Linked DNA regions of Gasterosteus aculeatus: region 1 is linked to region 2. A link is a contact called in public Hi-C data. All regions are on one chromosome and are shown on one strand. The core of a region is the stretch at or near the end of the contact, and the rest is flanking DNA. Distances in the headings are between cores, read along the strand shown.

Evidence for each region. Hi-C and Micro-C count contacts between places; a contact is called where the count stands out from the background.
Region 1: a contact with region 2 is called in a Hi-C map of liver, with 5 times the contacts expected there. The contact joins the promoter of sdc2 here to the enhancer-like site in region 2. A contact is called at or near these places in 4 of 6 Hi-C or Micro-C datasets (liver, skeletal muscle, tail fin and 1 more).

Annotation. Positions count from the first base shown.
Region 1 is chr10:6,080,225-6,082,924 of fGasAcu3.hap1.1, reverse strand. It overlaps sdc2 (syndecan 2), which reads left to right and starts at 1,370. Exons shown (of 4, transcript XM_078081352.1): 1 at 1,370-1,619. The coding sequence starts at 1,560.
Region 2 is chr10:5,987,286-5,989,985 of fGasAcu3.hap1.1, reverse strand. The region is part of intron 2 of angpt1 (angiopoietin 1); the gene reads left to right. Among protein-coding and RNA genes, the nearest start is that of LOC144383543, 16 kb to the left of the region's middle. Within about 2 kb of position 1,400, at least 3 of the 9 cell types and tissues checked have open chromatin away from gene starts, as enhancers often do. A contact at or near this core is called in liver, where this site is marked.

The DNA of each region.
Region 1 (2,700 bases), core at 121-2,620, 93 kb before region 2:
CAAACGCGTTCCTTTTTCCAGCAGCGCCTGTCACTGGTAACGCTTTCTGTTTGTCTCTCCGCCTCAGCGTTAAAGGTGAATGAGCGGAACCGGGTCAATGACGTTGATATTGGGGTCACTCGGCAGTTCAGCTGAGCATGACTAATCACATCTCTGCAAAAACTTAAGGACACGAGTACGATTTTGCGGTAGCACCACCAATGCACGAATGTCCAGTGCGTTCCGTATTACTGGCGTGCGTGCGGGTCTCTGGCACATGTACCTGAAGGTCACCTTCTACGTGCCGTATGTGTGTGGCTAAAGCATTTAGTTTGGCAGTACTTGTGATCAGGGGAGTTGTAGGGTTCACTGTGCACAAAGGGCAGTCTGTTATTGAGCGGGATTAGTGGTTCTGGGAAAACGTTGTTTGCGCTGTTCTGAATGGATTTTAGCGATGTGAATGGAAGTGGAAGATGAATTACCGGCTACCGCGTTGCGTTGGAAAAGGGTCACACTTTCTTTAAATGAGTGGAACAATATATCTACACTACCCCTGTAATCAGGCAGCAGTTGCACAGGTTGTAGAGTGTTAAGCAAAAAGGGGAATGTGTGAGACGGAGGTTCGTAAAGCAAACAGAGAATCTCTCAGAGAGGAAGACATTTACATCCGACGCACCGGTTTCTGTGAAGCTGCTACGTCCGGTAACAGTGATGAAGCTACAGCTTTGACGAAGGCGTTCTAGAACTGTTTAATCTTTCACTTAAAACACCAAGTACTCCCACTCAAGCCCGTGACTGTGTACAAGCCCCCGAACTGAGGTGGGCCGAAGGTCAACGTTCCGATCAGGGTAAATCTAACCCTCTATGTTCGTTTTTGTACAACCAATTCAATAAAACCGATTTAAACAAAAAACGTGATATTTTGTAGATTATGAGAGGGAGGAATTCATTCACACCAGCAGGGGGAGACTTCGCCCACTAATGGCTGAAGTCAGTAGGGGGGAGGATGGGGGGGGGGTCCTAGTCATTAAATGATGTAACTAACTCCATCTCTGCATGTTGTTTATTCATAGCATATATAAATGGATGTTATGGTATGGCCCAAAACAGCAGCAACATAATAAAGACGAACGTCCTTGTCATTTAGTGCAAGAATCTCCGATGAGGGGGAGGAGGGGGGGGGGGGGCAATTAACCTCTAAGTATACAGAAAACTTCAATAATCAACCTGTGAATACACGTATTTACAGCACGCCAATGCGCAACATAATTGGTCGGTTATGATGGCTGTTCAATTATTGACTCCCCCTTTTTTGTGTTTCGCTACTTTGTTGCGGGGGAGAGAGAGAGAGAGAGAGAGAGGGGGGGGGGGGGGGGGAGTGGGGAGGGGTGGGGGGATAAGCAGAACGCAACACGTATCCGGTGGGATTCCGCTCCTGAGAGAGACACAAGCGGCAGGAGTTGGAGCAAAGGGTTCAAGGAGAGCGAGCGGGAGAGAGAGACGAAGAGGAAGAGGAAGAGGAGGGGGACATTTTGGCATTTCGCTCGTAACAGCGCGTTTATAATTCGCAAAGAGGAATAATGAGGAGCGTTTGGATAATTTTGACCCTCGGGCTGGCCGCCTTCCTCTCCGGAGAAAGGGTGAGTTGTTGGAAAGCAAACTTCACAAATAGCGGTGTGTGTGTGTGTGTGTGTGTGTGTGTGTGTGAGAGGGGGGGCCTTGGGTCCGCGGACGGACCACTCGCTGCTTTATTGCATTGTCTGTTTGCTGGAAGAATAAAAGATTTCCCGTTTTGTTTCGGTGTTGCTCGCGCGGAGTCTCCGCGGGCTTTGCAGCGACTCCTCGGGGATCAGCGCCGGGGACCGAAATAGAGCTCCGGCTCCGCGCGCGCGCTCCCCCCGCGTGCAGCTTTAAAGGGACCTTTTTCCGCGGACGCAGTGCATCCAAAGAGCCGCGGCGTCTCTCCCGGTTGAACGTCCCCCTCGAAGCAGCGGCGCAGCAGTGCGTTAAAGACGCGCTCCGGAGGCCGCGGTGTAACTTTTACCTGCCGTGTGAGTTGCGCGCGTCGCAGCGGTGCTGCGGTGATTCGCTGCCGTGATGCTGATTCCCGTGACCGCTGTGGACGGGTCCGTGCTCACTGAAATGAGCGCATCATTTAGGAGATGTCAACGTCACTGGAGCCACACAGCTTCTTTTCAAAAAGAAAATCATTGATGCTTGTAACGTTTTAATAAATAATTTTGTATTAAAAACGCTATTTACTGCCCATTGTTTTATCATCAGCCATTGTTTAAACCAAATGATCATTGCTGTTTCCTTGATTCGGTGTCGGGTCCTGCTCGGCGTTGAGGCTCCTGGCTGCAAATGTTGGAATGACACATTTTTGGCCCTTTGGAGTGCGGCCCCTGTCATTATGGCCCCCTCCTGTTGTTCCTCCGTGGGTTGCGACTTGTCGCTCGGCGCGGTGCCTCCTCCTCTGTTCAAGCTGCTGATTAGGATTCAGACACTGTTGTTTTTTAATGACTCATGGTCTTGCACGAGGTCACCAGGAGTACATTTTTGACGTGTTTTCTTTCATTTCGTGCACAACAGTGCGGCTCTTTTATCGAGCGTGTCCATGCATTGGCCCAAGTATAAAGCGGGCGACCATGAAAGAGTACTGCGTAAGTCACAGGGTCCAAAACTACAACAAGAGGTGGGGAAACATTGGATTGCAGCACA
Region 2 (2,700 bases), core at 151-2,650:
CCCCCCCACACTTCCCCCGGCCCCCTTCCCATGTGGCCCTGCCTGTCTGTTCCCGGAGGCCCCCAGAATCACATGACTTGAGCGGAGGCACAAGAAGCGCTCAGAGGCCGAAGCGCGGCGCAGGCTTCCCATCAAAGCTCCGGGAACACCGCGCTCCGAGCTAAGTCAACTTGGCCGCGTCTGGGGCTCAAATATTTGAGCAGCGCTCGGCGGGCCGGGCGCCACTGGCAGAGCATCACAGGAATCCCACGTCCAAAACAGAAATCCGGGGGTTGGAGAAGTGGGTGGAGAGGGTGTCTGAACGCTGGGAATGTTTGTACACAGGTCTCTGCAGTCCCTCTCCCTCCCGGTTCCTAAGTTATCCAGCACACTTAGAGTTTAAAGTCTGTAACTTTTAAGTTACCCAACTGTAAAAAGAGGTGAAGAACTCTGTTGCACTTCCTGCGATGGAGGAACAGCCTAGAGGGCTACAGACAGAGCTTCAAGCTACAAGAGATACATTTGCTGTCATCTCGGTAATGGGAAAATCAATAAATTCACATTTAGTTGCAAAGTTTGACTGCAGTGTGTTCTCACGAGTCAGCGTGTTGTGACAGAATGGGAAATGACTTCCACCACATAAGTGCTACACCGTTTGAAGAGACCAGGTCGTAATTAATACACACAACCAGAGGAGGCAATATCTCCAAACACGATGGAGAACCCGGCTAAACTCATTCAAAGGCTAACTAAGTTAGAGCAGCGGCAGCAGCTGCAATCTCACCCTTTGGCTCGAGGGGAATTGAAACAATTGGATGTCAACCTTTATTTTAAAGATATAAAATGTGACATGAATGCATTGTGTTAGAATGTAGCACTGGGACCTACAGAGATACAGTTATGGTTCGATAAGTCTGCTTTATCGTGTAGCTTTTACGTAAAATAATCTGCCTACTCTGCATTAATTCCTTCTTAAATCCTGCTTCATAAGTTTTACATTAGTTTTACACTCAAATGTCAGCACTTGGCCAGCCAGCGTGAAATCCAACCCAGTTTATTCCCAATTTACTGCTTGTGTACTTTTTTACCAGTTTGCATCAAGTAGCCAAAGCTACTAAAAATCTGTTACTGACAGTTTCGGTAGTGGAAAAGTATCCCGCTGTCTAGTTGTGTCTTAAAGGCAATTTAAAACGTGTGTGTGTGTGTGTGTGTGTGTGTGTGTGTCTGTGTGTGTGAGATCAGATTCTGAGCCTCCGGCCTGTGACGCTGATCTCAAGCGCTCCATTGTGGACGACATGCTGATTCCTAAGATGCGTCTCTTAGAGAGGGCAGCTTATCATAGGGCCACAAATAGAACTATATACGGTTTAAACTTTCTTCCCTGTTTTGGTATTACTTCACTATTTTCTCATATTGATCACAGGCTATGATGCCGTAGTACAGCTGGAGGCAACAACATGAAATACATGTATCTTTCCCCCAAGTAGCACCTCAGAGTTTCCACCCACCTCACCTATTGCCCACAAGACCAGCCTCCCACATGCTGGTGCATTTCAGAAGGACAGATGTCAGGTTTTATGTTGATACTTTAGTGCCACCTAGTGGTCAATCAGAACATTTGACAAAATCCCCGTACTCACCGACAAATGCATGACGGGACCCCCCCACTCCCCCCCCACGTGCTCACGCATACCTGTTTGTTCTCCACTCACGCAGCCTGGTTTGTGTCCAACAACCCACCGAGGGATATTTTGGGACCTTAGCCCCCTCTGCTCCCTCTTATGGAAAGTTAGACAGGACACAGGCAGCCTGAACATCACCACCTCCACCACCTCCACCTCTGTGGTGCAGCCTCACATGACTACGAGACATAAACAAACCAGAGACCAACCTCTCCCTCGGGGTGGAGTGAAAAGCAGTTTCCTTCAATACAGCTGGGACCTGGAGGGGAAATGGTCGCTGTTTGTGTGTGTGTGTGTGTGTGTGTGTGTGTGTGTGTGTGTGTGTGTGTGTGTGTGTGTGTGTGTGTGTCACCGTTGAGTTCACAACCTAATCCAGTCTGACCTCAGCATCTTTCTTTAAACACACACACGGACTCTGGGCTTCGTGGTCTGTTATTGTTGACCTTGGATTCCCAGTTGAGAACATACCGACCCGACAGCAGGCCGGTTTTCCCAACATCTCGAAAGCGTATTCTTTTTTTTTTTTAAAGGTTTGATTCCAATTAGAATGAAGTCATCCATGAAATCGGTCAACAGACAGTGACTAACACTAATAACAGCTGTGTGTGTGTGTGTGTGTGTGAGAGAGAGAGTCTGTTGTTTCTGCTGGTTGGATTAACACCAACATGAATTACTATACAATGTTTTTCATTGTTTTGGCTCTGTACCTTAGACATTAAAGTGGCTATGAGCGACGCTCACAGCGCATCAGAGGGTGCTGGTGTGTCGGGGGGGGTCGCTCCTCACGGGGCTCTACGGTTCTCCTTCTGCTGCGTGGGGACTTTCCGCTCGTTGTTCTGTTTTTTGGGGCTCTCACCGTAACGGTTTAGAGGCACTGCTGCAGCTCCAGAATATGGCCTTTTAATTATTGGTGCCGGCAGTGCAGTGTTGGCACTTTTCATTGGTGTGTTCATCACATTTTAATGTACATTTGTCATATTTTCTAGTGTTAAATAACGTCTTTCACTTGCGCTGTGGTAATTGTCACTCAGCCGTCAAC